Linked DNA regions of Mus musculus: region 2 is linked to region 1. A link is a contact called in public HiChIP or PLAC-seq data. All regions are on one chromosome and are shown on one strand. The core of a region is the stretch at or near the end of the contact, and the rest is flanking DNA. Distances in the headings are between cores, read along the strand shown. Region 1 holds the start of Parg (poly (ADP-ribose) glycohydrolase). Region 2 holds the start of Glud1 (glutamate dehydrogenase 1).

Region 1 (3,709 bases), core at 338-2,837:
CATTGTATGCTAAACCACACTTACAGAGTCCATTATACTTTAACACCAAGAACTCCATTTCTCAAGCATAGGTGTATTTCTTCTGAGCTACAAAAGGACAGGACACGGCATTCCCTCCAGTACGCATCCACTTCTGTTCACTGCTGCCTGCAGCAGGGTCTAAGTGTAAAGCATCCCCCATCTAGACCAACTCCTTTAGTCCTGAGATTTCAACCAGGTTTTCTTTTCCATTTTCCATACACCAAACATATACAGACAGTTCAAGAAAACAAGACTAACCAAGTCCTTGCCTTACCCCGCCCCTTCACACAACTGAACACTCTTTAATAGCCTCTCACTGCCCTGAAAATGTAAAATTCAAGATCCTTAGTACTGTCCACACTTACTCAGCAGAGTAGGATCACTGTCCTAATTCTCTGCAGCCCATCTCTCACCATTCCACCGTTGATTCTGCGCACCCACTGCATATCTGAAGTACCTCTTTACTTTCTTCTCCAGTACTCACAGTAAGTACCAAACCTTCTGGACTACCATAACTAACTTAAGTATACTTAATTCCTACCAAAACAATGGCTCCTTCATGAACAACAACATCCATTACTCTCTGTTACAGGTATTTGACTTGTGCTATTGTTTCTCTCTCCTCACAGATTTCAAGGTACGAAAGAAGAGACCAAGTTCCTCGTGTTCAACATCGTGTGCCAGGGACAAATACAATCCAGCAAGCTAAGGCTAACAGCTCTGCACTCTGGAAGTCAGCTCTCACTGAGTCTACTGCAACAACTTTCTTTACGATTTTTGGAGACTGAAGCGCCCTTCTGCTTCACATACACAACTAGACTTCCTTAACAGGGCAAATTCTCTATCCAAGCTGAGGAAAGTATCCCGGGGAGGTCCGGTAACTACCTGTCCAACAAAGTTTTCCACAACACACATGCCACTAGTAAAACTGTAGCGCCTCTCATTGGAGTGGCATCTAGTGATTGAACATCGGGGTCATCAGAGTGGTGGAAACAAGATCAGTTAGGAGTGACTGGAGTCTCCTGGTCCTCACACTGAAACAAGGACAAAGATTTTTTTTTTCCCACGTACCAAACGAGGTGGCGTTGCCTCTGTGCGGTCCCGCCCGCCCCGAGACGCAGGCTGGCGAGGACGGAGGGACCCTGAACTGGACGGGAGCGTCCTTGGGGTCGAGAACACGCCTCTGCCTGCCAGGGAAGCTCCGGGAGTCCGAGGCAGTCGGCGCAGAAGTTCCAGCGGCGCCCCAGCGGGGCCGCTTCGTGCAGGGCTCCCAGCCGGGGCCCGCACTCATGCTGGGACCCGCAGCACACAGTCCCCGGGCCGGCCCGGGCGGAGAGCCTCATTCACTAACCCGGACAGGGACGGACTGCGCCTCCTTCTCGGCGCGCCGCGCACCATTCCCTCTCCGCAGCGGCCCGCCTGGAGGCTGCCACTCCTCGGGCCTTCGAGCGAGACCCTCGCTGCGCAGCCGCTTGCCTCCGCTCGGCAGCAGGGAGCCCACCAGCCCCGGGACGCGCCGCTTCCACTCGGCTCGAGATCGGGCTCCGGCTCCAGGCTCACTTTCCCACCACCGGAAAGCAGCCGTCTCGCGCTTCCCACTTCCGGGCCGCACACAGCCGTAAAGCGGAAGTGCGATACTTCACGGGAGCCGGCGCCCGGAAGGTCAGCGTGGTGAAGGTGGCAGGAGCAACGCGGGTCTTCCCGCTGTTGCTTGTCGCGGCCACGGCCGAGCATACGTCCCCGGCCTGAGGTGGTGGTGGCGAGCCCACCGCCGTTTGCTGCGACCTCATGGAAGGTGGCGGAGGAAGTAGCAACAAATCCACCAGCGGGTTAGCTGGCTTCTTCGGAGCCGGAGGAGCGGGTTACTCGAACGCTGATTTGGCCGGCGTCCCGCGTGAGTATCGGGCCTCGCCTGCTCCCCTTTCTGACTCCTTCCTGGGACAGCTAGAAATGTGTAACGTTCCTGTCCCTTTTCCTGCTCGCCTTTACGAGATTCACCGCCGGTGATTGGGTTTCAAGGCTGAACGAATTTGGGGGATCGTAAATCCCCGGGAAGCTCTTTTAGTGACCTAGTTTCGAGAGGAAACACAAAATGTCCTCCTCTTTAGTGCCCCGTCCCGTCTTTTCTCGTCACACGCTTTTCTGTATGCTTGGCCCTGTTAGGAGACCCTAGTTCTAGAAATAAACATTCCAAATAACAAGCGCGCTATTAATTTTTTTTCACACGGCTTTTAAATATTTCTAAACCAGTTAGGCGAAAACATTTTTCGTTCTTTGTGCGTGTGAGAGACAATTCAGGAAATCAGAAGGAGCTGGGGAAGCAAACGAAACTTTTAAGAGATTTTTAAACAAGAAAAAAGAGCCAAATTCTGAAAGCGATATAAGCAAATTCAAAGATGCAGAGGCATGAATTCCCAGCCTGTTGGCCCTTCTCAATCACCTAAGTATGTCTTTCAGGCTTTTAATGTTTTGTAATTATGGATATTCGACTGGATAAGTAGAGCTTGGGAGTTAATGTTTAATAACACTTTACTAAAGTGTTTCTTCTTGCTAATCCTCTAAGTAAAACCTTTACACTTAAAAACATTCAGAAAGCCGTTTGATAACCCTAATGTCTGCTGTCAAAACTTGAGTCCAGGACACAATTTATGTGTATCTTAGGATATCTCAGTTGCATAACATGAAGGGCACTACTTAAGGTGAGAGAGTACACATACTACTGAGGAGAGTAACGTGAGGACACAGAAGTTAGTGATAGATGACATGGCAATTGAAATAGGACCCTGAGATGGTGGTGGTGGTGATGGGCCGTGAAGGTTGTTGGAGAACAGGTTAGAGAAAACAGCTTGGGAGTTGAAGTTAGAGCTGTGACCTGAATTTAGCAACAAGTGCTTGAGAGACAGAACAAACCTGCTGTGTTTCTTGAGAAGCTATTGGGTCAGTTTGTCTTTAGAGTTGCAAGGGAATGAACTGATACAAGATTGATTGTAAGAGTTGAGAGGCAAGCCGGGCGTGGTGGCACACGCCTTTAATCCCAGCACTCGAGAGGCAGAGGCAGGCGGATTTCTGAGTTCGAGGCCAGCCTGGCCTACAAAGTGAGCTCCAGAACAGCCAGGGCTACACAGAGAAACCCTGTCTCGAAAAACCAAAAAAAAAAAAGAGTTGAGAGGCAGGAAACAGCAACAAATACAAGCTTTTATAAGCAAGGAAGGGGGGATTAGATTTGATCTAATTGTAGATGAAAGCCATTAGGGCTGATTTCATAATTTCTACAGAGAAAGTGTGTTGAAGGGATAAGAGAAAGTAAGAAATGGTTGGTATGAGATGGGATGCTTGTGTAACAATTGGAAGTCTGAAATAACAGGACTTAAAATTGATCAATAGGCTGGGCGTGGTGGCGCACGCCTTTAATCCCAGCACTTGGGAGGCAGAGGCAGGCGGATTTCTAAGTTCAAGGACAGCCAGGGCTACACAGAGAAACCCTGTCTCGAAAAACCAAAAAAAAAAAAAAAAAAAAAAAAAAGAATTGATCAATAGAATCATGCTTAGTGCATACATTTGTGAGCAATCAACCAAGATACAAAAGGACCCCAAATAGTATATTTAAAATCTATGAACATTAATTTTTCTTGCTAGATTATTTTTTGTTTTCAAAGTTGGTAGATTTAAAGTTAACCTGAAAGTCTGT
Region 2 (3,709 bases), core at 395-2,894, 2.1 Mb before region 1:
TAACCCCTGAAGGGGTTGCATATCAAATATCCTGCCTATTAGATATTTACATAACTACTCCTAACAGTAGCAAAATTACAGTTATGAAGTTGCAATGAAATGAATCACTGTTCTAGTCTAACCTCTGCTCACTTGCCAATTCAACCTCCATCAAGACTCCTACTCAATACATTAAGTTTAAGCAACAGAAAAAAGGTGGTTTTTCTTTTAATAGTCTTTTTTTTTTTTAAAGCACCTTTAACGCTGTATGATTGTGTACTGTAGTGGAGAGAAAATGAAAAACGTATTTTTCTTCCCTAAAAAAAGGCTGTAAGCCAATCTACACACATCCCAAAAGTTTAAACCACAGGATACCCTGGTAACTACCAAATCTAACTGATTCAACTCCCTAAGGACTCTACCTTTTGCCTAGGCTCAATTCTGGTACTAGCCAGGACAAGAACACACCCCCAGGGCTATTTCATTCTATTGGCTGGCAGGCAGTTCTGTAGTCTACACCCTTTAGATTTAATGTCAGGTCGCCCTGTTTGTCAGAGACCTTACTCTGCTCGATATTTTACATTTTCCAAGGGGAGAAAAGAGGCACAACACAAAAAGCCATCAGTGTAAAATTATAATAATTTAGAAGATTAGTAAGCTGCGCTGGTTAATCAAACTTTCAAGATTCCAACTCCAAAAAGAAGATAATTTTTCTCTGTTCTTGTATCGTCGGCTGCTGGCGTTAAGGGTTCACGGTCTATGACATGACAGGCACCGAGGCTAAAGAAAAGCTGTACAGTGTCCTCAGTGAAGTCAGCATCAACACAAGCAGAGGCTTGGGGTGAAGACTTGCCCAGTAAAAAGGCTGGCATATTACGTGGTAGTTTTAGGGCGGAAAAAAAAAATCAGTATCCTCTAAGGCTGCCACACCCGAGGCGGGGGAGCCCGAAGCGGGGCACGGCCTGCAGAACTGGGCTGGGCCGAGTAGCGGCCCGGGCTACGGGAGTCTGGAGGGGAGGGAGGACAGAAAGGGGCCGGAGGGCGCTCACCTCCCTTGCAGGGCGTGCGGTGCTGGCTGTGCTGGGCCCGGTAGCCTTCGATGACCTCCCAGGAGCCGTCGTCGCGCCGGATGGGGAAGGAGAGGCTCAACACATGGTTGCAGGGCTTGATGATCCTCAGGATGCCGCGCACCCGGTTCCGCTTCTGCTCCTCGCTCTCCCGGGTCTTCAGGTCTTCCACCAGCTTGTCCTCTACGATGCTGGCGCCGCGGTCGAAGAAGCCCTCCACCATCTTGAAGAAGTTGGGGTCGTCTTCGCGGTCGGCGGCCGCTTCGCTGTAGTGGCGCCGGGCGACCGGCGTGAGCCCGGGTTGCGGGGCGGCGGAGGGCTGTCCGCGGGCCCAGCCCAGCAGCGCGGCTGAGTCTGCAGCCGCAGAGCCCAGGGCAGCGGGCCCGGCGCGGGACAGCAGCAGCGCTTCGCCCAGACGGCGGTACATGGCGGCGGCGGCGGGCTGAGGCGAGTGCGGCGGGAGCTGTAAAGACCGGAGCTCGCAGGCCTGGACCGCGGGGAGGAAGGGCTGGGCGCGAGCTGCCCTTTTAAGCCGCGGCTTCCTGCTTGTCTGGCTGTCCCCTCCCCTGCGCCGCTTGTCGCCCCACCGGGAGGACGGACTTCGGCGGCCGCGCGCCGCCCAGGGCGCTGGGCCTCGCCTCCGCCGCGGCCTTGCCCGGCCTCCAGGCGGCGGCGCGTGCGGCTGCGGCGGCGGGGGGCGCGCCTTTGCAGATGGGCTTGGTGCGCATGCTCGCGGGCGGGGGCGGGGCTAGCGTGGACGCGCGCGGGCTGCGGCCCGGAGGCCTGGGCTCCTGAGAGCGGTCGGACGCGGCCGCGGCCCGGAAGGTCGGTCCCGTGTGCACGCGCGGCGGCCTGGGAGGTGGAAGCGGACTGCAGGGAGGCCTCGCTGGCTGGCCAGCAGCCCCGGCCGCATGAGTCACCAGGCCCCTCCTTTCCGCCTTGGGCCGGAACGGTGTGCGGATCCGCTGCGCGGCCGGCCGGAGAGTGACGCCGCGCCGAAGCCGAAGAGGCGCGGGGCAAATCCCGACTCATCCCGAATCCGACTGTTGAGGAACCGGGAAAGCAAGAAGCCTCAGGACAGGAGGGAGGCCCTGACCCCACAGGCCTTTACTTTGCACAAGGTTTTAATTTGTTGTAGGCAACTTCAGCGATTTTGAGGTAAAACAGTTATGCAAAGCATTGTTGACTCTTTCGCGTGCCACTTTATTTTACCTTTTTTTTTTTTTGAAAAGTCAGGGCCCCTGTAGCCCAGGCTTGCCCAGAACTCATGGGAACTTGCCTGCTTCTGCTCCCCCAGCCCACTCCCCTGAGTGCTAGGATTACAGGCTTGAGTCAGCACACCCGCACATAGTTGTAACTCCACCATTGACTGAGTGTGTGCCCCTCTTTTGGAATCACGTCCTAAAGTAAACTAGAAATATAATGTCTCAGTATATATATTTAATTTCTGCGACTCACTTTATGGATCAGGCTGGCCTTGTCTGAGTGCCTGAGTGCTTAGATTAAAGGAATGTGACATCCTGTGTGTGTGTGTGTGTGTATATACACACACACATATATATACACACATATATATACATATATATATACATACACATATTATTTAAATGGTCTAGGATCTGATTACTAAGTTATAATTTTCACAATGGTAGCCAGGCTTGAGTGCTACACTCTGGGAACCCCAGAACCTGAGAGGTGGGGGCAGGAGGATAGAGTTTGATTCCAGCCTGGGCAACATGAGATACTCATTTTTCTCAAACAAAGCTACAAGAAAATCCAGTTGAACACACACACACACACACACTAACATCCTTTAAGTCAAGCTACCTATCACGTGCCACATTACTAGTAAAATCACCCCAGAGTGCCTTGGCGATTTTGTAAACCCTTGGACTTTGTGACACTATTCATCTCTTACATGACTTTATTCATCTACTAAGCATGAAAGAGAAATTCTTAGTTCTTAAAATGTTTTGTACACGTGAAGTGACAACCTAGACCAGTTAAGTTGCATTCATTTATCTCAGCGAACTCTAAAGCAATATTGAGCTTTCCTTCCCAGTGACTTATATCTTATCTTATTTGCTGAGTGATAACCGTTAACTGTATTTATTATGTATTAATATTAATTACATCAATATAAACAGTGGTTGATATAATAAAATATAGTTATATTTGTAATAAACAATAAATGATAACCATTAATTATATTTGTATTGTGTTTTTTTAGCAAAAAAGATTCTCCGGCCTGCAGCATGATTTTGGCTTGATGTGAAAAGATTAAGGTACCAAATTTCCTTTTCACTTGATAATATTATCACTCTATGATTTTATATTACACAAAACAAAACATTCTACCTAGAACCTAAAGTTTCAAAAGAATAAGACTCCCAAATCCTGAGGTTTAAGCATTAGCCTGACTAGTGTCTGTGAGCACATGGAAGCATATCTTTTGATATATTGTTGTTTTGAAACAAGAGTCTCACATTATAGCCAGGCGTGTCTGTAGCTCACTGTGTAGCTCAGTGGGATTGCCTGTTAAACTACCATATCAATTTTCTTTACTGATAGTCATAGCCTTAAAAAATGTTTAATAGCTGGGCGTGGTGGCTCACACCTTTCATCCCAGCACTTGGGAGGCAGAGGCAGGCGGATTTCTGAGT

What was found. HiChIP or PLAC-seq counts read pairs in DNA pulled down with a chosen protein or histone mark.
Region 2: a contact with region 1 is called in an H3K27ac HiChIP or PLAC-seq map of thymic regulatory T cells, with 7 times the contacts expected there. The contact joins the promoter of Glud1 here to the promoter of Parg in region 1.

Annotation. Positions count from the first base shown.
Region 1 is chr14:32,199,849-32,203,557 of GRCm38.p6, reverse strand. It overlaps Parg (poly (ADP-ribose) glycohydrolase), which reads right to left and starts at 1,587. Exons shown (of 18, transcript NM_011960.3): 1 at 1,093-1,587. The coding sequence starts at 1,312. It overlaps Timm23 (translocase of inner mitochondrial membrane 23), which reads left to right and starts at 1,667. Exons shown (of 7, transcript NM_016897.3): 1 at 1,667-1,915. The coding sequence starts at 1,810.
Region 2 is chr14:34,308,662-34,312,370 of GRCm38.p6, reverse strand. Glud1 (glutamate dehydrogenase 1) reads right to left here and starts at 1,644. Exons shown (of 13, transcript NM_008133.4): 1 at 1,029-1,644. The coding sequence starts at 1,473. It overlaps Shld2 (shieldin complex subunit 2), which reads left to right and starts at 1,854. Exons shown (of 10, transcript NM_001360074.1): 1 at 1,854-2,204; 2 at 3,277-3,331.